3 separate regions of the Danio rerio genome follow, and all the other regions are linked to region 3. A link is a contact called in public HiCAR-type data. All regions are on one chromosome and are shown on one strand. The core of a region is the stretch at or near the end of the contact, and the rest is flanking DNA. Distances in the headings are between cores, read along the strand shown.

What was found. HiCAR-type assays count read pairs that join an accessible place to other places.
Region 1: a HiCAR-type map of caudal fin shows a contact between it and region 3, with 5 times the contacts expected there. The contact joins two enhancer-like sites. A contact is called at or near these places in 1 of 18 Hi-C or Micro-C datasets (an unstated tissue) and 1 of 4 datasets of contacts at active chromatin or transcription factors (caudal fin).
Region 2: a contact with region 3 is called in a HiCAR-type map of caudal fin, with 5 times the contacts expected there. The contact joins two enhancer-like sites.

The regions. Positions count from the first base shown.
Region 1 is chr18:37,772,930-37,777,842 of GRCz12tu, reverse strand. All of the region lies in intron 7 of lekr1 (Leucine-, glutamate- and lysine-rich protein 1), which reads right to left. Among named protein-coding and RNA genes, the nearest start is that of lekr1, 190 kb to the right of the region's middle. Within about 2 kb of position 3,077, at least 7 of the 62 cell types and tissues checked have an H3K27ac peak or open chromatin away from gene starts, as enhancers often do. A contact at or near this core is called in caudal fin, where this site is marked.
Region 2 is chr18:37,706,440-37,711,279 of GRCz12tu, reverse strand. All of the region lies in intron 5 of lekr1 (Leucine-, glutamate- and lysine-rich protein 1), which reads right to left. Among named protein-coding and RNA genes, the nearest start is that of lekr1, 120 kb to the right of the region's middle. Within about 2 kb of position 2,404, at least 14 of the 62 cell types and tissues checked have an H3K27ac peak or open chromatin away from gene starts, as enhancers often do. A contact at or near this core is called in caudal fin, where this site is marked.
Region 3 is chr18:37,526,084-37,530,973 of GRCz12tu, reverse strand. The region is part of intron 2 of tiparp (TCDD-inducible poly(ADP-ribose) polymerase); the gene reads right to left. Among named protein-coding and RNA genes, the nearest start is that of tiparp, 13 kb to the right of the region's middle. Within about 2 kb of position 1,338, at least 22 of the 62 cell types and tissues checked have an H3K27ac peak or open chromatin away from gene starts, as enhancers often do. A contact at or near this core is called in caudal fin, where this site is marked.

The DNA.
Region 1 (4,913 bases), core at 1,828-4,327, 250 kb before region 3:
AGTAAAAATCAGGCTGCTCTGATTTTGTTTTTCTGGATTGCTTTTTTTAAAACACAATCTGTGCTTTTTAAAATACTATCAGTTGGGTTAAGTCAGTCAGTCAGTCAGTCAGTCAGTCAGTCAACAGGAGCCCCTGGTGGATTTAAGACATAAGAGCATTTACTACGAGACGAGACAGAGTTCACAAGAACGAGATGAGATTTTTACAAAATTTTTAAGAAATCTTCATATATGAAATATATGAATAGAAAATAGTTTTTTATTCAGCTGAAAAATAATCACAAATTGCAAAACTATTAGGTGCTATTTTTAAAATCAATTATTTTACTTCTATTTAAATAAATTCTATGTAGTAAAGCACATGAACACATTACAAAATATGTTTTTAATAGCATATGTGAAAACTAAAATATTTTAATAGCCTATGAAGTGTTTTTATATATAATTTTAAATATTGTGCGATGTTAATAGTTTGATTCAGGTCCTTCTGTACTGCTCTTCAATAATGCGGCAGCCGCTGAACTGGGTTGCCAGGTGTGTGGAAAGCACTTTATTTGCAGTTCAAATCCAATCCTGCCTCAGATCTTCAGTGCTAATTTCACCCTCTCACTCCATCATAACATCACACCTCACAAGACAACTTTTCATCTCAATGGGAAATCTCGTCATATTTTATTCTCGAGAGAACTTGTCATACAAAATCTTATCTGACCTCCAGCATTTACGATTGGCACTCACGAGAAAAATTTGAAATCTCAAAAAGCATACACAGCGGCCTCTGGAGGATTTGCGAAAACAAAACAGCAAAAAAACATACCTCCTGGGACATTTTTGGCACTTTCCAAAAATGTATAAGAGTATTTAATCAGAATGAGCCTGTGTTGTTTAAAACATGCTAAGAGCATTTGTTAATGATAACCAATTTAGTAAACTACTTTTAGAGAACTTACCTGTCAACCCTCCTGTTTTTCCCAGGATTCTCCCGTATTTCACAATTCTATACCGCTTTCATAACATAAAGGTATTTTCCTGTTTTTCTCCCATATTTTTAATCCTTCAATAAACAGCCAGTCCTCCCTATATGCAACCCATATCGCCAAACCACCAGGGGATGCCCCTTGCTCTTAAATGTGAAACTGTTCTGTGCTTTCATTTTATTTAGGCATGAAAACACTTTGAAATAAATATAAAACAGGAGCGATACGAGTGTCGTTGCCCCCCCACTGCAATCCTCTAAACAGTCAGTTCATGAAGCGGTGCTTAACTGTCAGCTGACATGCTGCATAGTAATAAATAGACCCAGTTTTCCAAATTGATTCTGTACAAGTGATTTGAAGCGAAGCGAAAGTCTGGGTTTTGAGTGCGTGTTTGAATGGTTTGAACAGAAAAATACACAAAATTAATAATAATATTACCTAAAGATGTCCATTTTGGTGTGTTTTCTTTCAAACACAGCTAATTTTGTCTTAAATGAGCATAAAAAGTTAGGAAAACAATCAAATGCTGTCATTATAATGTTAGATGTGTGCATTTTTAAAGTAACACCTCTGTTACTTAATGTAATCAAATGAAAAATCTAAATGAGAGATTTGTTTGTTGCTCTTTATTCAGAACGTTTAAGTTATACAGTGAAGAAAAGATTTATGAGATTTGATAGCTTGATTTTATTTCTTTATAATAGCTATTTATTTTAATTGTAATTTCAATTTAACTGTGTATTCCCAATGAAACTGCTCCAGATGAACATATTTAGTTATTTTAATATAATATTTATTTGGGGATATCCCTTATTTTCACATCCTAATGTTGACAGGTATGTTAGAAAAGAATGCTTATTATACAACATTATAATTATTCGGATTTCCCAGACATGCCGGAATAATCTGCAAAATGAACCAAACTTTGTGGCCGCGAGTCAAATGTTTGTTTAACCGAGACTATTAATATGCTAACAGGGGACTTTTGTGTGTCTGTGTGTATGAACGTGCTTTCGTTTAATGCCTGCCAGACTGTGTTTACATGTGTGTCTATCACTCAGTCAGTGTTTTATACTCATTAATTCATTATGACATTCTCAAACTCTCCAAGCTAGTCTAGCAGTTGTGTCACGTCGCATTTAAACATTTTATACACATGTACAGTTCACGCAAACCCACAGTCTCACTTATAATGTAATTTAGGCTTTTTGTCCTCTGCTCAAAAAAGTAGCACAAACAGAAAACTATATGTGTGTGTTGGTGTGTGATGGTTTCGGTGGTTTACAAGGATAGAAATTTGTATTATGACTAAGTATGACCAACATTATTAAGCTGGTTTGCTAAGAGATATCTCATAATTCAAACTGCTTAAAATGATACTTAACAGGGTGTTATTATATATTGCCTGTGAGGATTTGGTTTAGGGTGGGTTAGAGCCATATAATAAGCAGTTTTTACTATATAAAATGCATTACCCCTATATGGAGAGTCTTGTAAACTACCAAAATTAACGTGTGTTTGTGTGTGTGTTTAATTTAACCATTAGAAGTGTTTATTACAGGTTTTTACATTTAGATTACCTTTTAGTACAACAAACACTTATTTTAAGTTAACCATAAGCACATAATTATAATAAATACAAAATAAATTTAAAATAAATATAAAAAATAAATATAAAAATATACATACAATGCTTTTTAATGGTAGAGTAGTTTTAAAGTTGTCCATTTATTGTTTATTATTAATATGTTTCATAAAATGATAATTAATTTCTGGCTTATCAGCACTGGATAAGACTTATATTGCTATGTTAAATTTTGAATGTCAAAAGTGTGTCCTTATAAACCACATAAACATTGTCATACCTACGTCATACCCATTTCATTATAAAAATAAACGTGGTGAACCACATAAACAAGTACACACACTCACGCAACTCAACCCAGATAACTTCACACACTAACACAGGACTCCTCAGACAGACTCTCCCTCTGGCTCTCAGACTGACCTTCCTGTCGATCAGGACACAAGCACAAACCTTGCATGTCTGAGCACGACTGGTAATAAACGGGAAACTCAGCTCTCGTCTTTCTTCTTTTCTTGCTCTACGGCAGACGAGGCTCCCGAGGCCTAATGTTAAGCAGAGAAATCCCTGCATTGCTAAGTCGAATAACAATCAGTCTCTCGCCTTACGTCTCATTCTCCAATTTCTCCAATTCCCTCTCAAGGCCGAAACAGTATAGATTCCCCGCGGACGTCATCTGTCAACCGTTAAGACTTCTGCATCTCCACCCCACCCCCAAAGCCCACCCCAACTCACAAATATTTTTCTCCATCTCACGCCAATACTCCCCATCCTCTCCCGTCGGCTCCCAAAACACAAGTCTATAGGAGAAACAGGGGAGTTTGAGGGTCCCAAATGAGCTGTTGATGCTGGTTGGAGGATTGACGAGTGTCTAACGGAGGTTTGAAGATCTTTCTTCCTTTGTTTATTATGGTTGCCTGAAGGTTTCGCTGAGCTCTGTGACACACTGCTATCTGACAGCGGGTTAAGATAACCTTTTATTTCCCCTGGATCTCTGTGACACTAGAGATAAGAGCGAGGGGGAGAGGAAAAGGGAGAGAAAGAGAGAGAAAGCGATTATGAGATTAACGTGTTAAAGATGGACGTCTCTGTTTGGATGAAAACGTGATGGCTTGTCAGGTCAAGTGGACCTGAAAACAAGAACGCAGCTCTCTGTAACTTTCGCATGCTCAAGACATCAGACTTTCCCAAAGAATGGATTCGATTTGAAATAAAGAAATGATTGCTTTTGCTCATACTAGGCGTAACGGATTCAATAAAAATCCTGAATCAAAATTGTGGCACAAAAGAATAAAAAATAAATGATTTTTTAAATCCTGATATTTGACCTGCAACCTATGGCATTTGTGGACTTTCTTAGTCTAGAGAGCATTTTAATAATGTAAGAATACATTTTATTGCACAATAAAGAAGCATTTGTGGAACGAAAAGATTCACAAATGTTTTCAAAAAGCTTATAATGTTTTTTATATAATGACTTTATAGTATCATTAACGCTCAACTGAATGCATGACAACTTACAGTTTACATCTGCATTGCTCTTAGCCTTAATGTAAATGTAATGGTAAATAAATGTATTACTGCTATTAATGTATTCACAGTTCTATATACATATTAAAATGATGATGGTATGAGAACTAGATATTGATTTAAATAAGATTCAGTGTAATTTTATTTACATGTGAAAGACAGTATAAATTAAAATGTATATACAGTTGAAATGATTAAAGTCGAAATTATTAGCCCCCTGAAATATTAGCCCCCTCAATATATATATATATATATTTATATATATATATATATATATATATATATATATATATATATATATATATATATATATATATATATATATATATATATATATATATATATATATATATATATATATATATATATATATATAATGCTGTTTAAAATATTTTTTAATTGCCATTGCTATTTGCAAAAAGGCACACAAAATGTGTGACAGTGCATTCAGTGTAATAAACATGATTTGCATGTCACATTTAAATATGCAAAACAACTGTTTATTTTATAGACACAGCAATCAACATGATGTAAAACTGCTCTGCAAATTCTAACTGAAGTAAACATGTTGAATTTCGTTAGAATCTCACATGTAAAAAGTAAGTGTGAGAGTGAGTTTATAAAACGTGTATTTAATGAAAAATAAAATAAATAGTGTTCTGTTCCGGAACAGCAGATTTTGCAGGACACTTGGGGAAAGGGATACATTGAAACTATTCAACTACATGGATAAACATTTAAATAAAATTCATTAAAGTGGTGGCCCATAATGTATTTTTAAGGCTTGGTTGTGTTTCTAAGATGCAAAGCAATGTGTGCTC
Region 2 (4,840 bases), core at 1,155-3,654, 180 kb before region 3:
CACAGCGGAATGAACCGCCAACTTATCCAGCACATTTTTACACAGCGGATGCCCTTCCAGCCGCAACCCATCTCTGAGAAAACTTTTCTAATTTAGTTGCTAATATTTAAAAATAACTAGAAAACATTCTTTTGAAACATTAATTAATCATAGGCTCAGAAACTCATTCTGACATAGCCCTATAAACATTTCTGGAGATCGTGAATTATGTAGCCAGAGCTATGGATGGGTGCATTTAATTTTTAAAATGAACGCTAAGGAGCGGTATGACGCTGTTCCTTTTCACTCTTCACCAAATGAACACTTACCTTCGTATGGACAATTTTCGCGCTGTTACCAGTTTGTCCCATTAGCTAGCCATGTAGATCAGCGGACATGAGACTCAGAGAGGAGTTGTCCATGACGACAGGGTTTGAGTCTGGTTAACGATTCCAGAAAGCAGTTAAGAAGAAACAGAAGCCAAAAAATCTAATAAACAGTTAAATAACAGTTTGAGAATGGGTACACATGGTAAAAATCAGGCGAGGGCTTTTCTTTATCTATATTGCTTTTAAAAATTGTTAGTTAGGTTTAGGGAAGTGGGTGGGCGAGTCAGTTGGTGATTTTGAAAATACTATTGGTTGGGTTTAAGGAAGAAGAAGAGGGAGTCAGTCGATCATCTGTCAGTCAGTCCTTCAGTCAGTCAAACAGTCAGCAGCCTCTGCTGGATTTACGCGAGAAGAGCAGGTGCAAATGGCACTCGCAAGAGAAAGTTGAGATCTCAAAAATTTGAGAAAACAAAAACTGCAAAAGAATGGCTCCTGGGGCATATTTGGTGGTCTCCAGAAATGTATATAGTGGTACATTTTCAGTATGAGCCCAGGTTGTATTTAATGATTCAGTATCATTTTACACATGTTCTAATGAACTTACTATAGTAAAAGCATAAACAATCCCATTTATAACACAATGGAGATCAATGCTGAAAACACTAGTCAAGCTGCTCTTGGCTTGATTTGCTGGTCGATGTCTTGTGCATTGTCCTCTATCTGTTAAGTAGCAGCATTTACATTTTAAAAATCTGATTCATTTACAACAATTGATTTTAGTTGGCTTTTTTGTAGCTCCTCAATTAAACAATTAAACAAATGGCTATGTTAAATATGATGATCTCCGTCAAAATCATTTATTCCAATCAACTCCCCATCATTCTCTCTCTCATTTCAGATAGGATTGGGTGCCAAACCAAAGGTTTCCATGGGCGAACTTTGCACCGCGGGTAATAGTAGTTGAACGGTTTTCTGCCGTTTATTATTCCCTGACATTTCTCTCATAGCCTGAATTGGAAGTTCTAAAACAAAAACAAGCACACTTCTGCATCACAAAATGAGGTCAATATCTAGAAATGGCATGTTAATGCATTTCTGCTTCAATCAATCAACCAAATAATCAATCAATCAGTCAGTCAGTCAGAGTCAGTCAGTCAGTCAGTCAGAGTCAGTCAGTCAGTCAGTCAGTCAGTCAGTCAGTCAGTCAGTCAGTCAGTCAGAGTCAGTCAGTCAGTCAGAGTCAGTCAGTCAGTCAGTCAGAGTCAGTCAGTCAATTCATCAACCAAATAATCAATCAATCAGTCAGTCAGTCAGAGTCAGTCAGTCAGTCAGTCAGAGTCAGTCAGTCAGTCAGTCAGTCAGTCAGTCAGTCAGTCAGTCAGTCAGTCAGTCAGTCAGTCAGAGTCAGTCAGTCAGTCAGTCAGTCAGTCAGTCAGTCAGTCAGTCAGTCAGTCAGAGTCAGTCAGTCAGTCAGAGTCAGTCAGTCAGTCAGTCAGAGTCAGTCAGTCAATTCATCAATCAATAAATCAATCAATAAGAAAGGAAATTTAGACCACAGACCTACAATGTGACAACAATACTGACATACAATACTGACATTTCTTCTCATATTTTTCTTCCTCTGTCATTTGTTTACTAATTTTTATACCTTTCAACTCTCATCTCGTCTGCCCCTCATGTCTCATAACCGTGGAAAGCAGACAGACAGGTAGCAGCGCATAATTGTAGCACCCACACCCATATCAGTTTGGCCTTTACCCACGCACATACTGTACAGTTTGTGCATTTCTGCACACAAACAGGCTGTCTTTCGAAAAGGAGCAAAACCTGCATGAACAAACAGACACTTATGACTTATGCTTTCTGTTGATCTGACTGGAGAATAGCGTGGTAAAATACGCACATTTAGAAATATGCATCTGACTACGCATGCATGCTGAAAGACAGGTAGAGGGAGGCAGGAAAAGCGAAGCCTAAACACTCCTTAGGCTACTGTAAACAAAATACCTGTCCGTTGGTTCAAAGGATTCTAGCCTTTTGTACTCATTCACCTCTCAGTGACACACGCACGCACACACTTGCTGGAATTTGGCAGCTTTGTGGAACGTGCAACAGGCAGAAGAAGGGCGGTTCCAAACGTCTGCGCGCACACACCCCACAGGGTGAGTGAGAGGTTAACTCACCCTACGGCACCCAAATCATCTGCTAACCAAAACTATGCTGAGCGACGCATAACAAGTACGCTTGTGTTATTGTCAGTGCATTAAATCATTTGCATAAAGATGTTTGAACCAAACAAACGCCTGCAAATATACTCTTAACATATATGTGCAAACATGCAAATCACAACTAGGTTGGTTTGTAAAAACTGAAACATAGATTTGGCTATCTTGATGTAAACACACGACAGAATTTGAAAGAAATTTCACAGGCAAAAAAAAAAACACCAATTGTCTTTTGAGGCAGCTCACACAGAAGTCCATTTAAAAGCATGCTGATTCTGATTGCTGACACTGCAAATTTGCATTACTTGAACATAATTTGAGTTCAGATCACCATTTACTCAGTCTTTACTTGTTTCAAACCTTCATTACTTTCTTTCTTCTGTTAAACACTTGATATTCTGAAGAATGCTGAAAACCTGTTACCATTGACACACATATATATATATATATATATATATATATATATATATATATATATATATATATATATATATGATGAAGTCAGAATTATTAGCCCCCCTGTTTATTTTTCTTTTCTGCAATTTCTGTTTAACGGAGAGTTTTTTAACATATTTATAAACATAATAGTTTTAATAACTCATTTCTAATAACTGACTTACTTTATCTTTGCCATACAGCTTAAAGTGACATTTAAAGGCTTAACTAGGTTAATTAGGTTAACTAGGCAGGTTAGGGTAATAATGCAAGTTATTTTATAGTGATTGTTTTTTCTGTAGACTATCAAATAATATATAGCTTAAAGGGGGTAATAATTTTGTCTTTAAAATGGCGTTTAAAAAATTAAAAACTGCTTTTTATTTTAGCCGAAATAGAACAAATAAAACTTTCTCCAGAAGAAAAAATATTATCAGACATACTGTGAAAATGTCCTTGCTCTGTTCCATTTGGAAAATGTTTGAAAAAGAAATAAAAGTCAAAGAGAGGCTAACAATTCTTAATTCAACTGTATATATATATATATATATATATATATATATATATATATATATATATATATATATATATATATATATATATATATATATATATATATATATTAGAGCTGCACAATTAATGGAAAAAAGATCGCGATCTCGATTCGACCCCCTAGACGATCTTAATCCAGCATTTCTACTATTCTGTCAATCATATTTTCAAGTTCAGGAGAGAAGAAAAGGCGGCCGCACAAGTCTTTTCATTGTTTCACACATGTTGCTCAGTGACATGGACAACTCCAAATGATGTTGAGTGAGTCACATACTGTATTTATAAGGTAAAATTTAACTAAAAATGTCATTTTTGTCTTCATAAAATGTTTTCGCAGGCGAGAAATCACTCGTGACGTGAGCTGCTGACCATGAGCTGTTATCACAGAGAGGGCGCACGCCACTAATAATAGACGCACGCGCGTCTACTTGAAGTGAATAGAAACTGCATGCACTGTTAACAGATAATACTGTTGTAAATAATATTCAGTTTGTGGTACAAAGTGATCGTTTAAGAGCCGCGCGCGAAGTATGCGCAAGCACTTAGCAGTCAAAATGTAATTGAAAGTGTGCACATCTTTAAAATAATCATATCGTAATTTAGAGTTCTGATTACGACAAGCATTTGATATGTTATTTCTTTTATAACGAACAGAGTTGTGCATGAAAATAAATATTTACAATGTCAGTATAACTACTCTAGCCTTTAATGTTGAATATAATCTGATAATGACAAATTTTTACAGGCAAATATGTCAAACATAATATTTCAACATCAGAATTAATATAAGTAGAATAGAACTAATAATAGAAACCAGTAGACCTACACATAATATTATTATTGATGTTTTGCCGTATGTTTGTTTTTACCATACCTTTATTTTACATCTGTAGAATCGTGAGAAAATTGTGATCTTTATTTTAAGCCAGAAATTTGCGATTCTCATTTTAGCCAGAATCGTGCAGCTCTAATATATATATATATATATATATATATATATATATATATATATATATATATATATATATATATATATATATATATATATATATATATATATATATAAACTGTTTATATACAGTATATATATACACAGTATATATATATATATATTACAGTTATACAGTTGAATTTCGGTCATGAGATCGTAGCATTTAAAAGAAACTCTAGACGCATGCACTTGATCACTGTTACTCTGATGAAGGCAGCTCTCTGTCGAAATTTTTAAAGATTAGTTATATGAATAAAGGTTTTTTAATATTTTTTTCACATCTTTTGAGTGTCTGATTTTTCTGTTCATCTGATTCAGGACTGATTTTT
Region 3 (4,890 bases), core at 89-2,588:
AAAAAAAAAGCTAAAGAAATCGAAGCTAGCAACTTTATGTTCGCTTACACGGCAACATACTAAAAATACATTAGACAACGTTGTCAAAAATGATCCTCATTCTCACAGATCTGCAGAAAACGACACAACAACATCAACAGTTTCTCTAGAAACACTAGTTTCGTAGTGAGATTTTTTTTTCCTGTTTTTTTTTTATTCTGTTAATCAAGAGGGCATTTAATGAATCTAAAATTAATGTTAAATTTTTAAATATTTATACAAAATTGAAATAACTACTTATTGAATACATATTGTATGTAGTTTCAAATTAAAATAACATTTTAGTAACATTTTACTATTTTACCATTTATACTGTATTTTTGATTAAATAAATGCAGCCTTGGGGATTTTTAAAACATTTAAAAATCATGTTGATTCCAAACTTTTGATGGGTAGTGTATGTTAAAGTGAAGATGTTTTGACTGCATCTCGCTGATTGGTTATATCTTCGAAAATTTCTAGGACACAAATTTGACAATTTATGAAACATGGGAAGAGCATAAAAAACAAAAATCCCTGCTAAGACTAGGATGATTTTAAGCTAAATGGTCTCCTATTCTTGTCAATTCAATGTTTATAATATAGTTTAGCTATATTATATGTTTTTGCCACTATAAACAAGTCTTTTTTATTCATATTATAATTAGTTATATTACAATCATGCTATTATTTTACTTGTATTATTTTGGTTCATGTTTTTATATAATATTTAAAAATAACTTCAGTAAAGCTTTATTTCAGTTATTACTACTACTCCTATTTTTAATTACTACTAGTAGTTTTAATCAAGAAGTCAAAATGTTTAAGTAGATAAAATCATTTAATGGTTTAATAGAATGTGGCACGTTGACAATTCTAAAAAGCCTTGGACAAAACATAGCTCTTTTTCTCAGGAGAAAGCGTGAGAAGCAGAAAACATTTGTGACAATTGAGAAATTCCTCATTTGTATCTTTCCTCACTTGTAAGAAGCAGAAAAGGTTTTACTGAATGACACAAATCTTTTTCCTGAAAGCAGCTGAGCCGAGAATAAGGGAAACAACATGATCAGACCCCCTAGAATTTATGTACAAAATGTCCGCCCTGACATACCAAAATAAAAGCACTGTGCCTAACACAACAAACATTCACTGATCCACAGATGCAAAACTCAAGACGGGCCAGAGCTGGAGTTTCTTAACCGAACTGCAGCCACTTGTGAGTTTCACAACCCAAATCTCCTTCTGCAGGAATCACTGTGTTGCTAGTTTCGCTCCAGGGTGCTGCTGACTCATGCTTAGTCATCTGCGCTCAATACAGCAGCAGAGATACGCTCGACAGTGCCAACATCTGTCCTCAGGGCACGGGGACTGAGAAGGGTAGTGTGTGTGGACACCGCACTTTCCCTCCACCTGCATCTAAAGCAGGAGCAAACAAAAGCCATTAGCGAGAAACGATGGCTATCACTTCCCCAAGTGAAAACATCAACAACAAAACAGACGAGAGAAAACTGGTTCTTGGTAAATGAACAAGCTCTTTAGAGCTTAGTCTGTTTCTTTCTGTTCTTTCTCTTCTCAATGCTTGTTCTTTGTCCAGAACTCTCTGCTTGTACAATGAGGTACAATAATGAAAGAACAGGGCATTCTGGGATTACGGAGGAATGGGTAGAGAAGTGACTGCACCAGGAGGTAAAGACAACATGAAATGAGATTGAGTCAAGAGAATTACACCGCGTCTCAGAACAGATAGAGCTCTCTCGGTACTCCATTTGTGTCATTTATTACATCATTTTGCAGATGTAATTATCTATAGCAACCTGTAAAGCCGACAATGGAAAGTATCGTAGCGTAGCTTCCATTTCACGACATGGTGCGCTTTTACACAAACACATGTGAATTTGTGTAATGCTGATCAGCTCATGTTACCTTTTTCTTTTGGGAGTGCATCAAGGTATGCGACACCCAGTAAGATGTGTTTCTCTGCAGCGCGCACACACATACACACACATTTGTGGCGGCTTTCCTGACAAGCTAGGATTCACAGTGGCTCACCCACACACACTTTTCATTTTCACACAAGTGCTCGCTTCTTTTTCAAGCATGGCATGCCGAACCTGAGTCGACCACCTGTGCACTGGGTAACCATGGAGACCATTATCCATCAGAGCGCCTGACGGACTGAGTAATAGCATGGTGACAACAATAGAAATCCCAGTGTCCCCTTACCCTGCCTCACAGACAAAACTGCGGTCAGCCCATACACACACAGGACCACCAGACAGCTTCAAACCTCTTGTCCTTTATGCCTCTTTCCCTCTCAAACACTAAAAATAATCTCCCAGCCATTAAATTAAGTGCAAACACTGATTCCCTCTGCACTCATCAGCACAACCTACTTATGAAGCTCTAGAATTATCTAGTCCATCTCTGTGGCTCAATTCTGAAAGTAGAAAAAAATGAGTGGACACAAAGGATTCAATCTGATCTACATAGAAGAACATGAATGGGTAGCCAATAATCAGGATGCACAGAGTGTAATTAAATGGTGTTAAGGAAAACACAGAGAAGAAGAGAGAGATGAGCTGTGGATAAGCCAGTTTTACCTCTCTTTATCTCTCCCTTACCTGTGAGGTGGAGTCACGGGTGAATAACCTGTTCTGCTCTTCCTGTAAGCCCGGCTAAAGCGCTCCGTCACTTTGATGTCCCCCTGACCCAATCATAAGGCAGTGTTCATCGTCACGGTGACCATGACCTGTAACTGCCTGATGATTCACGCTGAGATCAGCCAGTACACACACACCCTCATTTGACTTGGTTAGATATAAAAGGACAGGGAGCAACGAGCATTTAAAAACATTATCCAGCGATGATAAATTGCCTTGAATAAACTAAATAAAGTAAATTATTACACTACGGTAACCTTTAAAAGCCAGTTTAACAGTAAAAGAAGAAGTCAAAGTCAAAGCATTTACGAAAGCCAGCAAATACTCTGCAGGTAAACAAACCTTTGGCCATTACATGACTTAAGAGGCAGAACTTTTAAAGAAAACTGACAATAAATCTGGTACATGACTCATAATAAAACACAACCATTTGTGTTCATGTAGGTGCTTAGAATGGGCTCCAGACCTTTGTTTCACAATTGAAAAAGTCATTTACACAACCAAATTTAAATGAAGGTTGGAAATCCCTGAACTAGGCCTATTCTTCTGTATCTGTACAGATCAGTCCTGATCTAAACTAGCGATAAGCAAAGCAACATTCTACTTCTCTCACAACTGTAAACAACAAACATGGATGCCAATAGCTTGCTGTCTGTCTTCTATTTCCTTTTTTGACTAAACAAATCAAGGTATTTAAGGATCGCTTACCTAAAAATGAAAATTTACTCACTATTTACCTGCTCTGAATTGGTTGCAAACTTTTTTTTCACACTGGAAACCTGTAATCCTTGACTTCCATTGTAAGAAAAACAAATACTATGGAAGTCAAAGGTTGAATGTTTTCAGCCTTCTCCTTTTGTGTTCGACAGAAGAAAGAAACTTAAACAGAACTGTGACAAGTGAAGTGTAAGCAAATGATGGTGGAATTATTCGTTTTCTCTTTAAATACTGAATTGTATAATACTATAACATCAGTTACTTAGCAAATTACAAAATAAACATTATATTATATAGCAAATTAGAGCACAATTTTTATGCACATTATTTCCATGTTCTCAGTCATTTAGGGTTTGGGTTTTATGACAGAATTACCTGTGCAATGCAGATCTACATGATGTAAAAACATCAAGATTAATACAGTAACAAGTCGATTTGAAGTAAACAATGACTAAAAAGCTGATCATGTGGTCACCTTGTGTTGGCTGCATCTTGGTCACCTAATGTAGGAAGCTGCAACATAGCACACGTTCAGCAGGTAAAGATTTTGTTTTGCTTATTTTAAAAAAAAAAAGGAAACCAAAACTAGGATTGCATATGTAAACTGCAAACAATGCAGCTGATCAGATTCTTCACTTCTGTTGTGAAAATATCAATGCGGAGGTAGAATACATAACAAAAGAACACCTTTTTGTGGCCTTCTAAAGTTCTCTGCTCACTTTCATTGGATTTTACTTTTTATTTTAAATTTTTTAACTGAATATCCAATTAGTACACAATGCAAAAATTGGCCTTACAGAAACGCATTCGCCTTGGTGTGTCACAGCCTTTATAGATACAGGTCTTTGTGACATAGTTACGTAACATGCGGGATGGAGATTTATCTATTGGTTGTTAATCGGATGAAGGCAGATCTGAATGTAAGACCATGAGGAATAGATGGGGTTAAGCAGACTAGAGATTGAGATGATTAGACAAAGTCATCTTGGGTCACCAGAGGGAAATCTGTCATTTTATTACAAAATGAAGTACTTATAATCTGCTTTTTTACCAATTAAAAAAAAACTGAAAATTCATCATTTACTCACCCTTCACTTTTCACTTCACCTTCACTTCAACAAATTTCTGAAATAATACTTTTTTATTTAACCCAATTTAAATCCTTAAGAATTCATAATGCAAATTCAGTTCACTATAAATTGTGGGAAATTTAAATACCTTCAGCTGCGTGATTTTATTAAATCTTTGTCCGATAAGGGTAAACATAGATTTGAACTTGCAGCAATAGAGCAAATTGTAACGAGCAGTTTTTTCCAAAGGACTAAAATCCAAAATATACAAAGCTCCAACTCATACACTCCTTCTTTTGAAGGGTATTTGGGGGAAAAGAAAGTTGTGTGGGGAAAAGATTTAGGTCACAAACTGGTTTGTGTTTCTTCCTTTCGTTAAAAACAAAAGAAGATTTTTAATTTTTTGGAAAGTTAAACCCATTGAC